Regions from separate parts of the Anser cygnoides genome. Here region 2 is linked to region 1. Evidence: chromatin contacts called from public Hi-C data. All regions are on one chromosome and are shown on one strand. Each heading gives the region's core, a stretch centred on a gene start, on an enhancer-like site or on the middle of the called end of the contact. The rest is flanking DNA. Distances are from core to core; before and after follow the strand shown. Region 1 overlaps SKI (SKI proto-oncogene). Region 2 overlaps PLCH2 (phospholipase C eta 2).

Evidence for each region. A called contact is a pair of places that touch in the nucleus more often than the background predicts.
Region 2: a contact with region 1 is called in a Hi-C map of liver, with 5 times the contacts expected there. The contact joins two enhancer-like sites. A contact is called at or near these places in 2 of 7 Hi-C or Micro-C datasets (both in liver).

Annotation. Positions count from the first base shown.
Region 1 is chr23:6,506,224-6,510,748 of Taihu_goose_T2T_genome, reverse strand. The region is part of intron 7 of SKI (SKI proto-oncogene); the gene reads right to left. Among named protein-coding and RNA genes, the nearest start is that of FAAP20, 37 kb to the right of the region's middle. Within about 2 kb of position 2,423, at least 2 of the 3 cell types and tissues checked have open chromatin away from gene starts, as enhancers often do. A contact at or near this core is called in liver, where this site is marked.
Region 2 is chr23:6,773,709-6,778,233 of Taihu_goose_T2T_genome, reverse strand. All of the region lies in intron 3 of PLCH2 (phospholipase C eta 2), which reads right to left. Among named protein-coding and RNA genes, the nearest start is that of PLCH2, 8.7 kb to the right of the region's middle. Within about 2 kb of position 2,548, at least 2 of the 3 cell types and tissues checked have open chromatin away from gene starts, as enhancers often do. A contact at or near this core is called in liver, where this site is marked.

The DNA.
Region 1 (4,525 bases), core at 1,174-3,673:
AAAAAAATACACCATGTAGCAAAAAAGAAAAAGGCAAAAAGCCAAGCAAAGCTACATCTTTGGATGTATTAGTGCAAGAACCCATTGCACGGCATGTTTCTTATTAGGGAATGAATGGGAACAAAGAAATATCTATAATGGACCTAATGCTGCAGTCTGGGCTCTTTTGAGTCTGATTTACTTCTCACAGCAGCTCTGCACCACTCTAAATGCATTTATTTCAAAAGCATATTTCTAAATCATAGCAGCATGGGTGAGATAATTCACACCCACCAAATAAACTGAAACTGCTAGGGGGGAGTTAACAATGGTGAAATTTTTTTCTTTTTTTTCCTCCAACTTACACGAGACTCCATTATCTTTCAACTCAGGCAAGTTTGTCAACTCTAGAGCAAAGGGATTTTAGAAAAGCATGCTTAACATACAACAATGAGAAATTCTTAATAACAGAAGTGTAAATCTGAAGTCCATAATATCAATGAAGGCTACTGAAATCAGACCACAATACTGTCTATTCTCTGGCCAATTATTCTGTATAAAAGCTCTAAAATTTATTCTACTGCTATAAATATGAAAACCTCTGGAATAACCCAGAGGATTTTGCCATTTTGTTTTTTAAAGATACTTGTCAAATAAAATACTGGACCTAGCAAAAGTTAATATGTAAAGGAGTGTGGTTTTTAATTATTTGAAGTAATTCACTGTTTCTAATTGGTACTACTACAATCTCTGTTTTAGTAAGCAGCAGGATCCACACGCAATGTATATATTTTAATACCCACAGCAGAATTAATTGTGTTAGCTAGATCCAGGAAAACTCATCTACAAGCATTATGTATGCGGTCCAAGATACTCAGCACTCCCGTATTACATAATAATAGAAAGAAAACGACTATCACCATCCCCTTTCTGCAATCGGATCTGCATGGGCAGCTCTTTCGATCTGCGCAGCTCCCCCAGTGAAACTGATCGGGGCTGCAGGCACAGGTCAGGTGCCAGATTTCGGACTGCAGGATGCGGTCACACAAATAGCCTCGCGCAGCTCCCATTTAACCGAGGCTACTTTGGCCTCTTCAAGCTCAGTAAGTGCACGTGAGTGCAGTCGCTTTCTTCTCCTGCGTTAGGTGTCACAGAACAGCGTAACTGTGCTGAAAACCAGAAGGCAAGTTTTTACTGAATGGTCACAGCTCACTAAGAGCAGCATTACAGAAATATTTTAGACCCTTGTCTTCGCTGACAGAGCTGGGAAGCTTCACCGCCCCTGTTTTCTGTTTAATGGCAATAAAGGCAACATCTTACAAAAGGAGAAAATCCAAAGACAGAAAACAGGTGTTATTATTTCTGATTTTATCAGTGCCATTGGCACATATCGCTTTTTTTTCCCAGATATGATTCACAAATTCTGCAGATCCCTCCCCAGATGTGTCCAACTTGAGCTCCTGGCTGATTCCACCTGGGCACGAAGAGTCAGAGCCATGACCATGTAGTGAGTGAAGGGAGCTTCACGAAAACACAGGTTATGACAGTGGAAAGATAGGAAATGTTTCTTCTTCCAACCCCAGCAGATGTTGTCCAATTAAGGATGCAAATAAATCACCCTCTGCATTGCGAGTCAGAAAACACATCCATAAAAGCTCTCTAAATACATTTCAGTTTAAACTTGCATAATTCTCCCAGTGGAGAAATCATCTTAAACTTATGTAATCCTTAGAAAGAGACATTATTACAGACAATTCAGTGCCACAAAGAAACAAGGAAGACATCTCTAGAAAAGAGGTGCACCCACACACAATTAATTATATAGGTGTAGGGGGGAAGCGCTGGGAGAGCGACGCAGAGCCCCGAGCCTGCAGTTTCCACAGAGACCGATCTGTAACCGAGCTCAAGGGGCTGCTCCCCTTCCAGCAGCCAGAACTGTCTGTTATACTTAACCCAGACTTCCTAACACTTGATATCCTGTCTGCTCTTTCAATGCCCTTACTCAACATTTCAGACAGACATTACACAAACTGGCTGGTGAAAAGGGTTGAGAAACCAACAAGCAATCCAAGTCAATGACCGTATTCTCTAAAACGATGCCATTGACGGAACAGAGGGCGACGAACAAAGCGCAGGGGTGCAGGTCTTCTGCACGTATCGCTGAAATCTTCCCCAGGAAAACCAAGCCAAGCGCTAGGCTCTACCTGGTGATTTTGTTTTGTGGCGCTGCTGCTGCGTAAAACCTCAGCAACTCTTGTGCTTCCAGTCCAAATGACTGTCGCACCAAAACAGAAGCGGTTTCAATTAAAAAATAAATAAATGTCACATTTTCTACAAAGCCTGTGCAAAGGTAACTGTACATCAATCAATGAACAACAAAGCCAGAACCCGGGCTATCGATTCGCTTCTTTGCTGCTTATCTCCGGCATACAGAGCGAGGCTGCAATTTCTACCTATGCACAACCTCTGGCCTCGTGGAGGTCTCTCCTGACTTTCAGTATAACTGAGCAACTAAAAGACTACTTCACAGAAGTAAGGGTGGCAGGACGCCTGCATTTAACAGAAAATGCCATTATGCTGCTTAACAGGTTGTTTTAATACGCACCCAGCCTGGAGAAACCCAAACAAAAGTGACAGCGACCAAGCCAGAGATGGAGGCAGCGATAAGAGACCTATGCGGGGGAATTCCCATTGGCTTCTCCCAGAGCCCTGGCCATGAAACGCTGGCAGGATCAGGGCTTGAATTTGTATCTGTTTTCGTTACCTCATCCAAGCAAAGGTCAGAGCAGCACAATTAGCCGGGCGCACAGCGGCTGGTAGCTGCCTGCCAGCAGGTTTGCCCAACGTGGGCACACGAGGCATGTTCAAAGCGCTGCACCTGATGCAATTCCGAGGCCAAGTTTATGGCCCTTCAGTTTGCACTGGGGAAAAGCAAGGCTGGCCCTTGTCCCAGCTTCAGAGATCTCCCGGTCAGGAGAAAAAAATAAGCGAAAATGCTGAAACAGAGAGATGGACAAATCTCATAAAAGAACAAAAAACCCACCCTGTTAGAGATCTATGGCAAAATGAAAGCCCAACGGTGCATGGAGCAACCAGCAGGCAAAAGCCCCCCTGTCCAGGGGCAGCTCCAGCTGCAGGAACCCGTGCCCTGTTCAGTAAGATCTGCCCCGATCGGAGCACCCCCAAACACCTACGGGACCAAAACCTAGTTATCGAGCAAAACAAAAACACTGCAGTGCCAAAACAGGCTTAGTCCCCGGCTTTGGCACAGTCCTGTAAATGTGGGGGCATGGCCACAAGCTCACTGAAGCCACTCCGCGTTAACCCCGGCGTGTGTCGGTTCAGGATCTGCCCCTCTTCCCCCCGGCTGCAAGCACCGCCAGCACGCACAGGAGGAAGTCTGATACAGAGACAAGTTTTCTGTGGTTTGTGGGTGAACTGGTTCCAATTAGTACGCCTGCTGATTGCCTGAGTGAGAACTGCCGAACGAGTCCCAAGCCCCAAACCTTCAAATTAACCTCGTATGCTCCAGAAAACATCTGAACAGGTGATTTTAGGAACAGTCTGAGGCTGAATCTGCAGTGGCGATGAAGACAAGAACATACCTGCCTACCCAAGGTGTACATGAAGATAATAATGGACTGAATTCTTTCCACCCCCAGAGTGACAAGCACTGACTATAGTAGAAACTGAGTGGAACAGCACAAAAAATAAAAACAGGGATACATATTTATTAATCTGTACTTCCAAAATTCAGAAAACAGATGCAAATTAGTGGTTCACAGAATGTATTATTAACGTTATAATTGATAAGTTTAAAATAAAGGCATGTTATATTACTACACGTTAAAGTAATGCTTCCTTTATGTGAAAATCAATTTGATTTAAGTGCTCTATGGCCACTCAGATGAAACAGATCAGCTTAGCAACTGATAGTACCCTATCGATAGATTTCCTGCAGCCCAGTTGGAGTTACTTCTGTCCATGCTTTAATTTCTTTCCAAGAACCCCATCAGATTTAGTGCAACTCTTCCATGAGAGCTCCCTCTCAGTAAGAATTACAGCATGAAGTTCAGGAGCTCAGTTTGCCTTTAAAAAAAAAAAAGAGAGTGTAATGAGGCTTTTTGGGTCTAACACTTTGCATGGAGATGCAACTCGGTGGCAAAGCAGTTGGGCCGGCTAAGCCAGCAGCGTGAGTTCCAGTCCTTCGTTATCACCGGCAGCAGGGAGCCAGCCCACTCCTTGCTGTACACGGTGCCACTGAAACCCTGAACTTCGGCACAATATCCAAGCTAGGAGACAAAAATGACATGAGTTTTCAGTAAGAATGGACAATGGACCTTGTCGGGTCCCCGAATCGTGCTCGGCTCAGCCCCCTCGATGCAGCCGCGGCGCTCGCGCCGTCCCAGCGGCGCTGCTAGCAAGGTGCAGATAAGGTACCGGCGGCTGCCAGGAGTTTCACCGCTGCGTTGTCTAGACATGCTCTGAGCAGCCTCACGCAGACGCCGCCAGATGCTTTTACAACGCCGACGTGAACACTCATCCC
Region 2 (4,525 bases), core at 1,299-3,798, 270 kb before region 1:
AGCAAAGAAAAGGTCATCGAGAAAAAAGGACACTGGAACATCTTCCTGGCAGCCGGATGAACTCACCTTATACCCAAAACACCGTCATCCTACTTAAAAGGAACACTTAACATTTGTCAGCTGTTTTTCCTCCTTAAAGCTTGAACTAGAGCTGCATATGCAGGAGAGCCCAGCATTTTTGCTGAATGATGTAACTGCATATTCCTTATGCAAGTAAGGAGACATTATTAAAACCAAAGGATATTTATTCTAGGCTTATATTGACTGTGTCATACGACCTGAGCATTTACTTTACAAAGCTAAACTTAAAATTGAAACAAATTCTCTAAGAAGATACGTAGAGGGCAGACTAATTTGTAATCTTACCTATTTATCCAGAGCTGCCAAAAAACTGTCTTATAGGCTTTACTTGTCACTAGCCAGTTCCCAAACCTATTGGAAAAGGCAATGGAAACAGCACACGGCAACCTATTCTGTCCTAAGGAACATCTGCATTTCATATTAGCAAGGGAGAACTGAAAATTTTTATTATAGACCAAAGAACTAATTAACAAGGATCTCAATCTCATCCAATAGCTTGGCTCACGAGTACTTTGAAGCAGCAAGTTTCACACTATATACCGCAAAGGACAAAAAAGCCTTGGAGAAGGATTGGGGAGAGGAAGATCTCCTTGTTAGGAGACGGGCAGGAAGTGACTCCTGCTGGGACGACTAAGCTTTTGCTGCACTTGGGAATTAGTGAGTCACATTAAAAGAAGAGAAACAGATTATGGGCTCTGATGCCATTTGTATTCAAGAGATTTATAATACTGATAATCTTAATCCTCCTAATTATGTTAGCAGTCCTGGCCACTTTCCAGAAGCCCTACAAAAAATACTGTAAAACTTCATCTAAAAAGAAAGGAGTTTCTTTAAAGAACAGCGCATGTGACCTTTAATCAAACTCCTTTAGCTCTGTACACAAGTTTATTGCCGTAGTGATCCACCTTGTAGATATTATGGAGCAACTCATGCTGGAGGAGGTAAAAAGGAGGTAGTGATACATGTTTTCCTTTTGCAAGTCTGTGTGACTGTTCAGCTTTCTCCTGAGGGTGCTTAGTAGGACTGGATACAAACCCTAAGCAGCAGAAGGGCGGTGAGAGAGGAGGACAGGAAATAATAAAATGAATACATTTTGTTAACTAGAGAAGCAAAAAGTAACAATTTATGGTAACTACTGCTAGTGAAATTATGATATCAAACTGACTGAAAGCAAAGGTGATTCCATCCATCTTTCAGTACATATATTAAATGTACTTATAAAATACTGATAAAATATTGTTCTGTGTGCGTTCTCCTAATGCCATCGTCTATAAAGACGATCTTTCAGACATTTACAGAAGTTCAGTAAGTCTTCATCTTGGATGTAAGGCTGGGCAAAGGGTTCCATCAGATTTGCACAGTTAACAACATTTTCATTCATCAAAGTAAGGAACCCAAACAGAATCAAAAGCATGGGCTCTTTTCAAGCAGGTCTTTCTTTGCACCACCCTACTATAAGACAGAAATTGAGCTGGTGAAAGTGACTGCTAGATTTGTATGCTGCAAACAAGAAAAACATGCTCACACTTGGCAGCTCAAAGGGAAGGCCTCCCCCCCCCCCCAAACATCCAAATTTCTTTCTTTCATTAAAGAATTTCACTCCCCATTAGCAGGAAGGGGCCTAGGAACCACTGGATCCATTTCCACTTTGAGAACTACAGGGCAGTGACACACACAAACACTGACTAATGAACTTGCCACAATGTAATATGCCTTTAGGTCCTAATCAAATACATGTCAAAGGGCAGCTCTGCTTTGCTCACAACCTTTTCCTGGACTTTAGTACTGTGTTAGTCAATAAATAACATACATCAGTCACCTCTTGTCTCACTCAGTATCTCTCTGAATTCATAGAATAGGAAGAAAGAAAGGGGGTAGGATCCTGTACGCTGCAGAAGACACAAAACTATTGAGTGATTTAACTAAGGATGCCCCCAAACCAGTCACAGACCACAATCTCATCCAAAGCCAACAGCACCCAGTCCACTAAGCGATTTCCAAGTGGGCATTACAACAACTGGCAAACCCCATCTCTACCAAAGACTCACTCCAAAGCCAGAGGAGCTTACACAAGCCTTTCTGGCCATTTCAGCCACCCGACAACCTGGTTTATGCTTTCTGTTCAGTATCTGGCACAGCTCCACTCTTAGCCAGCTACCCTTATAGAGTCCAGTGTAGTCACATCCCTGACACACCAAATCAAGTAGAAGAAAATATTTCATTCAGTTCTTGCACCAATCCCACTAAACAATACCAGCATTTAACACGTTTCCAGAGTCAGAGTCTGTGTTTTTCACTCTCCACCTCTGCAGGCTCTAGGGCTTCATCTTCGAGGTACCTCAGTTACATGCTCCACTGTAGCCTTCCACTGGTTGGTCAGACTCCATTCCTTGCTATATTTTTTTTTTTTTTAATAAGTTACATTCCTTCAGTTAAAGGCAGAGAAAACATCTAGAAAATATGTTCTAGCATCTACACACACTGTCTTCCTACACTTGATTTTGCTACTGCGGGAGGACACTAGGAAATTCTGGAAGAACAAGCTTGTAGAGCGTGTGTGGTATGGGGTGGGGGCTGAAGGAGAGGAGGGGGGCAGGAGCTTCTTTTAAGTGATTTTATAGTAACTAGTCCTGCAAGGAGGGCACATCCTCTTAACTTCAGATTCAACACAAAAAGTGGTACTGCAAGTTTCTGTGCAAGGGCCCTTGGCAAACGCCACCTGGAAGAGATGGGAACTGCACGGTTTCTGCACTCTCCCAGGATCATTAACATGTAAAGCTCCTTCACCTTCCCACCTGATTTCCCTCTTAATTTCTGAGGCAGTCCAGAGCTCCATGACAGCTATGAAGATGTCAGAAGATTCTCCAGGAGCTGTTTTTTTATTAAATGGAAACAGGTGAGGCTGTGACAAACAAAAGAATGCAGGGCCAGCTCAGAAGCAGGCATACAAAAATCAATCTCTCAAGTGAAAACTTCAACATTCTGGCTCAATTTCTATCTGGAAAAAAATAAAAGAATCAAGCATGGACTTCAGCTACGACTGCTCTTCCGTGAGCCATTACGCCTCCTGCAGCACAACAGAAACCAAGAACCTAAAAACCATCGCGAAGCATTAGCCCTGCTTGTTTGGATGTCTGCGCTCAAAATAACGCCTGCGAACGCTCATGCAGGCTGCCCGATAGCGGTGTACAGACATCCGACAGAAAAGGAAGTCAGAACTTTGTCTAAGCATGCGTAAAGATTTGTCACAGCCTGCCGTTTTCCATGTAGCTATCCAATGCCTTCACTACACTTGCATGTGCTGAAGGCAAGTGCTCCACCCCAACAGAACAGACGGATTACACGATGCATAAAAGGGTTGGAAATTCCCTACAGATTTAAGGTCTGGGTTCTAAGCAGTGACGTGGACTTCGCATCAGATGATCCTACACTTTATAAAAAGGGTTCTCCACTTCCCCACATAGCTATTTATTAGGTCTACCTTGACTATAGAAAGAACTGTTCCCACCTATAACGCACTATAACAAGCTTCCAGACTTCAATCATTTCCTTTAGAAACAGGAACAATGGATGAAATTAGAATTTAGGCTATTTTTTGTATTGTTAGATGGCTTGATAAAAATAAGGATGCTTGGAAAAAGTAGGTTAGTGCTATTCCAATAAACCTCTTTGAATCATTACAAGTAAAACAGACATTTTTATTTCCATCAGAGAAGCAGTAATAAATGCCTTGGATGGAAATCATCTAGCCACATCCAATCAACTGTAAAAAAAGAAAAAAAAAGATCCATCTTTGATTCAATTTTGCATATCCCAGAAAGTTTCTTTCCTTTAAGGTAATTTGTGTATTCATATGTTAATTACTGCCATAATTTTCTATGTAAAATTGCCACTGCCTTCCAGCTACAGCAATGCGGGCCCTTTCTTTTCAAGAAAGTTTCATTTGTTGCTGAAATACTTCTAGCTTCACACACCTACATACATATTTCTTCATTCTTTATAAACAGTCCCCCCCATATAGTTGCATACATCTCCCCCAACCACACACATGAAGCTGAGGATAAAAATGCATGACTTTGAAACTACAAAGAAAAAAAAGGAAAAACCCCAAAACCACGGTCTTGGACAGCTTACAGAACAAAGCTGATAAAGGAAATGAAGGCAGACAGAGTCTAAAAAAAAAAATTCAAATTTTTGTATTCCATTCCACCAGCTTCTCTTCCTATAATACTTTGATCTAATAATTTTCCATGTGAAACTAATTCACAAAAAGTTTTGTTCACTATCAAGTAGTAGAACTTGGAGAACCAGCATTATTATATCCACCAGTACAAACCACCATACCATGTATTAAAATTTTTCCTCTACATTCCAGCTGCACTGTCACATAGTGCAAGATAACAGAGAATCAGACCCTGGAACACAACTTCTCTGAATTACGAAA